Linked DNA regions of Anas platyrhynchos: region 2 is linked to region 1. Evidence: chromatin contacts called from public Hi-C data. All regions are on one chromosome and are shown on one strand. Each heading gives the region's core, a stretch centred on a gene start, on an enhancer-like site or on the middle of the called end of the contact. The rest is flanking DNA. Distances are from core to core; before and after follow the strand shown. Region 1 has its middle 100 kb from the start of OGFOD3. Region 2 holds the start of LOC119713151.

The links. Hi-C and Micro-C count contacts between places; a contact is called where the count stands out from the background.
Region 2: a Hi-C map of liver shows a contact between it and region 1, with 2.7 times the contacts expected there. The contact joins the promoter of LOC119713151 here to the enhancer-like site in region 1. A contact is called at or near these places in 2 of 8 Hi-C or Micro-C datasets (liver and subcutaneous adipose tissue).

Annotation. Positions count from the first base shown.
Region 1 is chr19:7,488,625-7,494,899 of IASCAAS_PekinDuck_T2T, forward strand. No RefSeq gene overlaps it. Among named protein-coding and RNA genes, the nearest start is that of OGFOD3, 100 kb to the left of the region's middle. Within about 2 kb of position 2,872, at least 1 of the 8 cell types and tissues checked has an H3K27ac peak or open chromatin away from gene starts, as enhancers often do.
Region 2 is chr19:7,635,081-7,641,355 of IASCAAS_PekinDuck_T2T, forward strand. LOC119713151 reads left to right here and starts at 3,903. Exons shown (of 7, transcript XM_072025654.1): 1 at 3,903-4,397. LOC106016586 reads left to right here. Exons shown (of 10, transcript XM_072025656.1): 8 at 5-37; 9 at 585-614; 10 at 1,187-2,594. The coding sequence ends at 1,302.

The sequences.
Region 1 (6,275 bases), core at 1,622-4,121:
TCCTCAAGTGGAGGAATGCTGCAAATCAAATGTTTTATTCATTGGAAGAATGGTAGTGTCTAAATCAAAGCCGAAAGGCATCATACCAGTGTGATTTGTATTGCCGGAGAGATGTATAGGAATCCTTCAAACCTCCTGATTAAATGTTGTTTGACAATAGACTCAAATTATTCATCAACTATTTGTCTGTGCACAGTAGCATTTTCTTTTGATCCTCTTTGGGTTATCCATCAGGCTCCAGCTTACCAGAACTGAAGTGGAGATAAAAATTCTGTTGTGCCAAGGAAAGAGGAGGACAAAGCTCTCGAGGCAGACTTGCAGGCTGTATTGCATGCAGTTGTTCTGCATCCATCCTTGGCAGTGGGGGAGGATAATGAAACAGAAGTCTTATGTTGTAAATATGCAACTGTACAGCTCGTGGTTAGGATTTTAGGATTTGTATGGTAGCAGTGTGATTTGCTTTGACTACAAGTGTCTGAATGCCTGTTTAATAATTTGGTCTAGAGCTGCCTTTGCCTCCTTGGGTTGGCTTTTTTTTTTTTTTTTTATAGCCTGGATGTGGATTGATGGAAAATATTTCCCAGGTCGCTGCACAAATTGGAAAAAAAGATTGTGGTTTTCTTTCACCTTTCTCTTAAGCCTGGCCTTCTGTGGTCTTTCTTTATAATTTGAGCCCTGTCTTAGAATCCCGAAACTCATGGAAGACATTTGCTTTGTATATATATAAAGGGTATTTATTAACCGTTGGATGCTGTACCATGAGTATAGACTGCAGGGAATCCTCCTGGCCACTGAGTGTCATTGTTAACTCAGGAGAAGTGGGGTGTTGAGAAAAAACTCTCTCACTGGGGAGATGAATCTGTGTGGGCAGCTTGGGAAAGCATTGAGTGTGCTGAAATGGTTTGCTGAATGGCAAGGTCGGTCTTTAAAGAAAAACTGCTGCATGTTCCCAAGCACTCTGGGAGCTAGATTCATAAAAATTCACAAAATGCATTACCGTGGTCCTGTCACGGAGCAGGATCCTTGGCTGAGATGAGCTTAATGCTCTGAATTTTGGGGATTCCCATGTTTGGGCACCTAAGGCTGCTCCCTGTTGCTTTTGGTTCTCTCCTACTCAACTGAGGTCCCATATTGAGTTCCCCTCCCAGACTCCCTGGGCCCTCTTCCTTGGGGCTTGTGCCTACTGAAGTCAGCTCTGTCATGCAGGATGAGATGATGATGCTTTTCTGCCCTGTGCTGTTATGTGCCCGTGTAGTGCCCTAGTGCAATGCCCAGTACTGTGCAGCAGTGAGGGTGTGGGGCTGGTGCTCTTGTGCAAGCACAGGATCTTCTTCCAGCTTGCAAAGCCTTGAAATGCAATAGTCTAGAAGAGAGCCATCACCACCAGAAGCAAAATTATTTCCATAGAAGGAAAAATACTTGAAGAAAAGTAGTTCAAACAGTGGTTTGTGCAGCTGTTTTCAAATAGCCAGTGAGTTTTATTACCTGAGTATTGCTACTTCTCTTTATGGCCACGTGTTATGTGAGCAGAGTGCAATTTCCTGATATCTAAACTTGTGAATTAATGCTTTTACTGAATGTATTATTCATAGGGTTGGTTGGGAGCCTTGAAATTCCCTCGCCTTACTATGGACTATTTGCTGTGCAAGGTAAGCTGATCTTCATCAGCAACAGCATCAACACTGGGACTAAGATAAGGACTCTCTTTTGGACTCTGGGCTTGAAATGTGCCCTGCATTCGTGTTAATAACACTGACTTCAGTGATGGCAAGAGGAAAGGACATGGCTGGAAGGCATCAGCCTGGTGTTCAGAGAAGGAAACTATCGCAGGTAGGAAGGAATGTGATGGCTGGGGTTGCCAAGCTAGTGCACTTTAATGCCTCTTCTGAAAACCATCTCACTCTTACCTCTGTGTGCTGCCTCTCATTGAGCAGTTCTCTGCAAGTTTCTCTTCAACTGGGAAAAGAAGGGTCCTTTCTCTGCAGGATGGCAAATCTATTTTAAAACTCCTATATTATTGGAAATAAGATACTGGTGTTTTACTGACTGAGCAGGAGAGGAAGCCCTCTTCAGCTGCATTAACTTCTGTAGGGTTAACAGCAACATTGCTATTGCCTAGTAGTTATGTTGCCACAAAAACACCACCTTTCTGGCCTCAAAACCTCCTTAAACCAGGAAAGGGCTTTGCACAACCCATCTGGGTGGTGTGGCTGGAGCAGGACAGTCAGGAGAAATTCCACAGTCTGCCCATGTCTAGCCGGCTCGGTGAGGGTGGAGAGGAGTGGGGTGGAGGGAGACGATGGTGCTGTGCCAGAAACCACCTCCTTCCCCTGCCGTAGCCCCATAGCTGTGGTTTAGCTCCTCACAATCCCAAAGTTGAGGTGGTTCTCACACAGTCGTGCTAAATCACTTTTCTTCTGGCAGGGATTGGGTCAGACAGTGGAAGAGCATTCTGCATGGCATTTAAGGCCATCAGTTTCACTCACTTGCTGTGGGGTTTCTGTGATTTCTGGGTGCCTCTTTGTGCAGAGTCCTAAGTGCCCTCAAGTGCTGGAGGAGCAGCCGAGAAGCTGTTCTGCCCAAATTGATTTGCTGTAAATTATGAGTAAAAAAAAAAAAAGTATTTGAACCAATCTCTACATTCTTGACTACTTTTTCTTCTCTCTCTCTCTCTCTCTTTTTTTTTTTCTTCTCCCCTCGAAGTCACTTTTCCTTAGTGGATGAAGACGTAGTTCAACTCTGCTTTAATCTGTGACCAGCTCAGAGCCCTCTGGGAATACCGGCATATTTTTGCTCCTCTCTCAATGTTCCCTGCCCACTTGATTCACAACCACTTATCTCAAAGGTTTCTTGCACAGCTTTATTCAACGCAGGCTGCAGAGAGACCTTATCTATTCTGGGCAAGAGGTAGCACAAGCCTAGCCTTACACCAGCATGTCCCTGCAGCAACTGGGGGAAGCACTGAGCGGAGACAAAGTAGAATGGGCATTAGAACAGGAAAGAAAGATAATGTTGAAAAAATATAGAAGCACTGTGTTTCCTCTCTTCTGGCAATACTTTTTTTTTTTTTTTTTTTTTTTAAATTCTTTCCTGTTTAGCCAATTAAAGTCCTTAATTGCCACCCTGTCTCTATTGACTCTAGCAATTGGCACCATGCTGCTCGTGTCTGCTGCCCTGTGAGCTGACCGCTTGCACTCAGGGAAAAAAAATCAAATAGAGCTGTTTGGAAAGAGTAAATGTAAATGACATAAAATTACAACATCTGAACCCAAATCAGCATCACTTCCACATATAGATGTCTTGTTTCCTATGAGAATATTTCTAAAATGTGTTTCAATGTCAATCTTCCCTAGAAACTTCTGTTCTACAACAAAAGCCACTTACCCTGCAGCAGCTGCATGGTGCTGGGCTTTCAAGGAATGGTGTCCTTTGGTGCTTGGTGTTTGCCCTTATTCTTGGGGGTGGTGATGGAGGATGGTGTTTTGTGAGGGATTTACTTTTAAAAGTCTTCCCTGTTGCTTTGGTCTAACACATCTGCCAGATGCAGTGATGGCTCTTTAATAAGAACGATCCTCTCTGTGAAATTTTGCCTTTGGACAGGCGCTTTATTAAGAAGGACATGAGCAGGGGAGTGATTTCACGCTCACAGACCTCAGCTAGGTGATGCGTGATTGAACCCTTCCTCAGGCTGTCGGCTCCCAAACCACAGTGATATAATGCGGGTGTTTCTGGCTGACCGGCCGCAGCAGGAGCTCTCCTGCTTTTAATTTTTGCAACGGCTTCAGCATCCCCCCCAGTTCCTGCATGCTGCTTTGCTTCTCATTCAATTTGTTTCCTGATTGATGGTTAGCACAGAGCTTTTTAAATAGGCTGTTTCAATATGCAAAGTTGCAAAATGTTCACCTGATGTGCGGCACTTGTGCCAGTTCATGACTTTGGAATGGATTGCTGGTTCCTTAGTGAAATTCTTCTTGAATGAGAGAGACTTGGAAAGAAGGCAGCATAACGTGCATTAGGGCGAGGAGACCTTATCTGCTGCTTTCTGTCATTAATCTTCAGCTTTTCTCATTCTCTTCCCAACTGTTCCAGTATTATCATGCCTTCTCCTGGGGACAACACGTGCTCTGCTCCGTTACTCAGTGCTCCAGGAGGGATCAGGGAAGGCTTCCATGGGACCTGCCATCCTTCACCAGATGTGACCATGGGCAGGATCAGCCTCAGAGCCGAGATAGCAAGCAGCAGGGATTGTTTTTGCAGCCGCTGAAATCAGCCATGCTTGGGTTGAGGAAAGGTGTCTGCTGACCCGGTGTAAAAGGTGACTAATTGTCATCTCCCTGTGCCTCCCAGAGCTGTGGCAGTTTGTAAGGCCAGCTCAACGCATTGTCACAGGCGGACAGGATTGTAAAGGTTAGACAAAAGCTGCTGCTCAGCTGCTGCTTCTCCTAAATCAAAGTGCCTCAGCTGTTGACATCTTGGAGAATTTGTTGGGGGTTTAAAAAATTAAAATAAAAGGGCATTAAAAATATTAAAGTTGCTGTATTTAACTTAAATGAGTCATTCTATAGCGGCCCCCACGTTAGGCTGGTGTATAATACTTTGAGGTGATTGCATTAGTCAACTAACTTCAAGGCAGGGCTGGATGCATCTTGTCTTTTCTATTTGGACTCAATTTTATCCCGATTATAAGAACAAAAAAACAAATCCAAACAAAAAACTCTCTAAAACCAACCAACCAAATAAAACCCCAAACAAACCAAGAAGGTAAATACATTCCCCCTAATGCAATGAAATATGACATGGCTTTGGGCTTGGCGCCTTGCTCCTTCTTTATGAAATAGTGTTTGGGTGACCTTTGTGTTCATGAGGCTGAAGGGGGCAGTGACTAAGACCTGGCAAGGCGAGGATCTGCTCTGCCAGCTTTTTCCACAGCACTGCTGCCAGAGACCTGAGGAGAAGCTGCTTTTTGCAGACTGCTCCCTTTGGATGGTGCTGAGGGTTATTTGTGGTCTGCAAGTGACCACCTGAGCCACGGGGCGTTCCTTTGGACTGAAACTCCTGATTTTCCTCTGCTTGTTTCTGAAAGTCTCGGGGTTAACTCTTCCAGCAATGAAGGTTTACGTGGCGGTGGGTTATATTTGCATGCATTTTCATCATTTGCTAGGCTTTTTCTGATCAAAAATACAACTTGTATGCACGGCTACAAAGGCTACAGGATGCTGTGCAACTAAAGGGAATGTTTGCAGAGCATGTTGTGGTGCAGGCTGTGCTCTGGGTGATGCTTTTGGGAGGTTTGTTGGCATTGCCCCTTGCTGGGAAGCAGACAAGGGTAGTGGCATACAGCCACTTATTTTTCTTTTCCACACCAATATTTCTGAAAACACATTTCAGTCTCAAAAAATACACCTTTAAAAGTAATTATATGTTTCACAACTCTGTAATATTCAGCATCAAAAGCAGTATTTTTTTTTCCAACAGTTTCCCTATTTGAGAAAGCAGTGGCTTTTTTTTTTTTTTTTTTTTTTTTTTTATATTTGGGGTGCGAAGTGGTGAAGTGCTTTAGCCACAGCCCAAACTGAAGTCACTGCTGCAGGTGCCAAAACCATATTTGCATCCCTGGGTGCACCCGTCCCCTCACAGCACCTGACATCTGCAGTGGCCACGTGTGCTCACACTCTCTTCATGTGTTTATTTGTGTACACACATCTGGCCGTGGCTGTGTTGTTATTTCACAGCCTGGTGCTGTTTGGGGTTCTCAACAAGTCTTGGGGACAGCCCCAGGCAGCAGGGGCTGCAGCAGCAGTGCTAATTTGGAGTCAGGGATTGGGCCCTCATCCTCTTGTGTTTAGCAGTGCTGGTCTGAAGATTTTTAACCTGCTGGAGCCTTTGTGATGTTGTCCATCAGCCTCATACCAATGCCCTAAGCCCTGGATGGGGGCTGCGATGCACCCAAAATAAATACATGATGCAAGTGAATGGTAGTTCGTGTGGGGATGGCTGCCTGCCATGAAAGGCACAGGCATGTCAGGTCTGTCGGCTGCTTTCCTGTCTCATTTTGAAAACAGGTGAAGCAGTGAGGAAAATTAAACGTCTGGGGTTTTCATAGCAAAAACTTAATATAAATAATTCTGCTTGCTAGCACTTCCCGCCCCCAGCATCTCCCCATGTGTTTATATTCTGTCTGCATGCCAAAGGGTTTACATTTTGCAAGATAAAAGCAATTTTAATTCTAACGTAGTGCTTAAGTACTTTTTATTTTGACTCAGCAAGATCCTCTA
Region 2 (6,275 bases), core at 2,653-5,152, 150 kb after region 1:
CTAGGACGTGTCGTAGTGCTCTATCAGATTTTTAAAGGTAAGCAATGACTTTTATTTTTTTTGGGGGTGGGTTAATTATGATAAATGGTAATATCATTTAGTTATGAGGGCAGGAGGTTGTTCAGCAAAAGGCTAGGTGTGTTTACCAGGACTAAGCCCAGTGGATGCAAGTTTCCTTACTGCATCAAGGCTGTGTTAATAGATTTTAATCCCATATAGATTTTATAGATTTAGGTCTGTAGATTTATATCCCATATAGATTTTATAGATTTTATAGATTTATGGGATTTTTAATCCCATAGATTTTAATCCCATACTTTCAGCCTGCAGCTGCCTCCCCTACATCCCTGGCTCCAAGGTTTATGGGACCTGAAGCTGTATTGCCAGAAGCTGAGATGTCTCCTCTCAGCTACTGAACTACCTCATCCTTCTTCAGAACCAAATGCTCCTGTTGGCTTTTCCCTGGTAGTTGGTTGTTTCCTTCTAAGAGTCTAGGAATTACATTTCCAGATCAATTTGTTTAAGGTTAACTTGCTTAGAAGTTAGTTACAGCCTAAGCTTCTTTTCTTTTACTCCCTTTCTAGTGAATGGAGAGAGACAGCTGTCTTCAGAAGGTGATTCATCCCACTTAAAATGAGTTTTAAGATGTGACATGACTGTGAAGATGCCTGTTGCTCTCTGTTAACTATAAAGGAAGCCAATGGTACCAAGCAGAGACTGTTGAACATCTACAGTTAGATAAAGCACAAGGCTACCTGGGATAAACAAGAGCTATGCAAGCGCTTGTACAACTCACTAAAGACAACGTGATGGTAGTGTCACGGTGGTTATGCTAACCGCTATGGTGGTGTGATAGGCAAAAAACATTCTGCTGGTGGCTCTCCTGACGTCCTGCCCTGTGGTGTAACACTCGGTGATGTTTCAGAGCTGTCCCAGACCCCCCTGAGGCACAGGCTGATGGCTGCAGCAACCAGGGCATGGTTTAAGCGGAGAGGCTGTGAACTCGCTGGGTGAAGAAGCTGCAAACTTTCCCCTTTCAGAGCAACAGGCAGTCCGGAAGCAGATGGGGCAGGGCAGCTTCTCTGAGGACTTCACATCTCCAAACCTATCAGGCAATCTGATTTTATTTCACAATGAGATCGATCTGTGCCTTTGCCTCACAGATGTTTTTCCTTCAATTCTGCAGGTGCTATAAAACCCAATCAGGCTTGTGAAAGTGGAAGGTCACAGCCATTTGAAGCATCATCTACAAATGAGACAAACCAGGCCCTTATGCCAGCAGCATCCTCAAACAAAGTCTAGCCATCACCTGAAGAAACACGTTTATTTTATACCTCACAATAGTTCTCACAAACGTACTTTCACAATTCCCATGCATTCACTGAGGACTGCAATTGCCCTAGTTATCCAACTCCAGACTTTTGCAAGCAATAAGAAAAGCTTCCAGGGGCTCTTGTCCTCTCCCGGTACTTGTCTGAGAAGCCCCAGCATCACAAGATGAATGGCTTGTTTGGCAGCACAGACTTATACCAACTGAATCCTCCCTTTTTTTTTTATGGTTGAAACTATCGGTTCTCCTAAAATTCTTTGGAGAATTGCATCTTTGCTCAGGCAGGCCGTGTTGAACCTTAATGGAGATGTTTTCTGCATATCTTCCATGTCATAACACAGTAGCGTGGCCATAGTTTTTCATCTGTTAAGTCCCAGGCTAGTTCTAGGTTTCCCTGAGAAGGAGTTTTGTAGAGCCATGTGTAGGAAGGGACCTTAAAGACCACCCACTAGCTCAGGCTGTCCAGAGCCTCATCCAGCCCGTACAGGTGACTGGTTTGTTTTTAGAGTGGTTTAGCCTTCTGAGCCAAAAGTCTGGTTTTGCAGCCACCTGCAGGTTGAAGGCTACTCTGCAGGCTCTGTCCTGTGCAGCCGAGACAGAAAGGCGTGCACTTCAGGGGTGCACAAACGGTAGTTCACAGGTAGCATGTCATCTTCAAGTGATTTACTGCTCATGCTTGATTTGAGTAAATCTTCAACATTTGCGTTATACCCAAACAAATATCAGGCTTTTGAGCAAAGAACACCAGCATCCAAATTGCAAAAGCACATCCCTGAAGTGGAATGGATGCTTGTTGAATTATTTTTTTGCATAGTTTAACCAATCATAAATCTATAAATTGGTAGTTTCATCAGGAAATCTCAAAGGATGTAGGATGTAACATGACTCTAAACAGATAAAAAAAAAAATAGCAAAAAAAAAAATACAAAAAGGTATATTAAAAAGTTATGGACATTTTCTTTTTCCTTTGACCTCAAAACTTTGGAAGGTCCTTCAAATGCAAGTAGGAAATTTCTGTGGTGTTGTGCAACAGTATGATGAGTTCAATGTTTGTTTTACCAAGGCAGCTCTCATGGGTGTTGCTTTTGGTTTTGTTTTTCTGCTGTAAGTCATTTCTGCGAGAGCCTCTCAGGAAGTGCCGAGCATTCCCATTGATGCATGGAGCTGCGTGCTGGGCTTCAGGAGATTCCAGTGATGCATATCTGATTTTCCTGGACCTAGAAAAAGACTGTCTTAAAATTAAAGGCTGTTGCAGTTCTCTGAAGTGGTCTCGTAATGGGGAAAAACAAATGTGTGTATACATATTTGTGTGTGCATGTTAGGGCAGTCAAACTGATGACTGACACTGCTCTTTTTTTGTGTACCCTCAGATTTTGAGTTTTTTGAAACAGAGATAACATGCTATTTGACAACTTATGTTGTAGTAATTCAAGAGATTCAAATTTAAGAGTGTGCAAATTTAATTTCTAATCTTTAACACTAGTTGGGGCCAGAGAGCTAGTCAAGCCTTGGGAATAGAAGTTACCTGCCCAGTTCTGCCCAGTGACAGTTGCTCAGCTAAATCTGTCACAAGATGTAATTCACAAACTGACTTTGGGGTGCACACACTTTCCTTCCCATCTTTTCTGCCTTCGTACTGCTGATTTTGCAGACAGTGATATTCAGAGGTGTCAGTCCCAGCTGCTCTGATTTGTGCCTCCTGAGCTGCATTTTGCCTGTAATGCCAATCATCCGATGTCTTGGGAAAAGGGCTTTAATGATCCTCTTGGCTCTCAGCAAGTGCCTGATGTTGCTTTATGTGCCTGATGTTACTTTATGTGTCTTTTTACAAATACATATATCCACACAAATAGTTCTGAAATAAAAATCAACTGAAAATATCAGGTAGCCTGACTCGACAGATGGCATAATTTGATAGTTGCAGTTTTATTTTGATGTGCTTTGTTTTGTGTTCTTGTAGTCACCACAATGCCATGCCAACTTGAAAACTGGCTATTCACTGGTAACTCTGCATCGATCATTTTGTTCTTTGGCTTCTTCATGTCCTTTACAAAACATCACCATCATGTGAGCCCCACACTCATTACCCAGCATTATTGGGATGATCCACTTCTTGAGTATTGCAAAATCAAAGCCCAGGAGCAGGAAATCCCTCCTGCCATCTGCTTTTGTATCTAGCAGTGAGTCTTCATAGGGCTAATTGAAAGCCCATTTCACAACCCACCTGAACTCGGTTTTCTTTACAAGGATTGATGACCCTTATCAGCTGTCAGGCAATCATTCCTTCAAGAAAAGCTGTTTGTTTTATCAGGGAGAGAGTAGGGTGTGAGCTATGACTGAGCTTCCCTTTTGCTGGTGGCTTGCAGCTACAGAACATCTCTAAGCGTGAAGCCATGGGAGAGGTACACACTGTACTGCTGCTCTGAAAACACTCACCATCCCATTGCTGGGAGAACACAGGCTCGTCATTGGCAAAATACAGGTCAAGCCTGCAAGTTTGTGAGCAGGCTTTGTATATTAATTTAAGGTTTAGCTGAAGTAGCGGTGTATCTTTCTCCCTCTTGCCCCTTACAAAGCCAACGCTTTCAATTGCAGCCTGCAGCAGGGCTGGCTGCTGAGCCTGGGGGCATTGACAGTCTGTATCGACTGCAGCTGGTGCTGATGTTTCCACTAACAGCCCCCACACCTGGGGCTTGTTCTGTGGTAGTAAAGTGTGGGCGTTGCCAGTGTGAAGTCAACAACAGAATACACCTCTCTCTAAATCTCTCGCTCCCCTCTCTGTCACAGTGTCTGTGATGTGAAGACAGAAGAAGCAAGTTGCTGGGGAGGGGGAGAGAACTTCAGTTAGAAAGCAGCTGACATAGCTAGAAGATAACAGCCAGGTTTTGGCACACAATCCTTTCTTCAGTTCTTCAGCTCATCAGTTGGGCTATTAAGTGGGGATTGGGAGGAGACCTCATCATGGTCTGCATCTTCTTCATGAGGGGGAACGGAAGGGCAGGCGCCAATCTCTTCTCTCTGGTGACCAGTGAGAGGACCCGAGGGAACGGAGTCAAGCTGTGACAGGGTAGGTTCAGGTTGGATATCAGGAAAATGTTCTTGTACTTGCCAACGCGATCAGCTCCAAGGCAGACTTGTTCTTCAGCAGAGTCGGGAATCGAGGTAGGCAGGGCTTTTTTTCTGGCATGGAGGCTACTCGAGGCAGCTGAGGGAGCTGCCAGAGCTCAGCAGCCCTGCGAGGGAGGCTGACCAGGAGTGGGTAGAGCCAGCAGCGTCCCCTCCCTGGCCGTACAAATGTAGCCCCTAGGGAGCACGAGCGACCAGGACAGGCAAACAGGGCGGGGTGTGGCAGTTTGCACAGCAGTGAGCAAAGGGAGGGCAGGGCGCCCTCACTGCTCTTTTCCAATGGTGGTTGTAACCTGCTTGTGAAGAGACCAACCATGGTATCCACCTGGCAGAAAGCCATGGCCTGATGTGAATAGAGATAGGAGGACCAGAGAAAATGTAGGTCCACTGCTTGATTATCTTCCTTGAAGCGCACCTGGGGGACAATGCAGTCATCGGGCCCAGCCAACATGGGTTCACAAAGGGTGGGTCCTGTTTAACTAACTTGATTTCCTTTTATGATAAGATCACCTATCTAGTCGATCAAGGGAAACCAGCTGATATGATCTTTTTGGATTTCAGTAAAGATTTTGACAGTTTCCCGTAGGATCCTACTGGACAAAATGTCCAGCATACAGCTAAAGATGGGTGAGCATATGATGGGTGAGCAATTGGCTGACAGGCAGGGCTCAAAGGGTTGTGGTACTGCAGACTGTCACTAGAGGGGTTCCCCAAGGCTCCATTTTTGGGCCAGTTCTCTTCAATGTTTTTATAAATGATTTGGATATAGGACTAGAAGGTGTTTTGATCAAATTTGCTGATGACACTAAACTTGGAGGAGTTGTTGACTCTGTTGAGGGTGGAAAGGCCTTGCAGAGAGATCTGGACAGACTGGAGAGCTGGGCAATCACCAACCACATGAAGTTCAATAAGAGCAAGTGCCAGGTCCTGCACGTGGGATGGGACAACCCTGGCTTTACGTACAGACTGGGCAATGAGATGCTGGAGAGCAGCCCTGCAGAGAGGGATCTGGGGGTTGTGGTTGACAGCAAGTTGAATATGAGCCAGCGGTGTGCCCTGGCAGCCAGGAAGGCCAACCATATCCTGGGTTGCATTGGGATTGACATTGCTAGTTGGTCAAGGGAAGTGATTGTCCCGCTCTACTCTGCGCCGGTGCAGCCTCACCTCAAGTATTGTGTGCAGTTCTGGGCACTACAGTACAAGAAGGACATTAAACTGTTGGAGAGTGTCCGGAGAAGGGCTATGAAAATAGTGAAGGACCTAGAGGGGAAGACGTATGAGGAGCGGTTGAGGTCACTTGGCCCGTCCAGCCTGGAAAAGAGGGGGCTGAGGGGAGAGCTCATCATGGCTTACAGCTTCCTCACGAGGGGGAGTGGAGGGGAAGGCGCCGATCTGTTCTCCTTAGTGGCAAATGATAGGACCCACGGAACGGTGTCAAGCTGCGATGGGAGGTTCAGGATGAATATCAGGATAACAGGCTGGAGAGTTGGGCAGAGAGGAACCTCATGAGGTTCAACAAGGGCAAGTGCAGGGTCCTGCACCTAGGGAGGAAAAACCCCAGGCACCAGTCAGGTGTGGGGCTGACCTGCTGAGGGCAGGTTCTGCAGAGAGAACAGAGAGCAGTCCTGTGGAGAGGGACCTATGTGTCATAGGGGACAACAAATTAATCATGAGCCAGCAGTGTTCCTTTGTGGCCAAGAAGACCAATGGGATCCTAGCCTGTATCAAGAGGAGTGCGGACAGCAGGTAAAGAGAGGTGATCCTCCCGCTCTACTCAGCTCTGGTGAGGCCACACCTGGAATTTTGTTTGCAGTTCTGG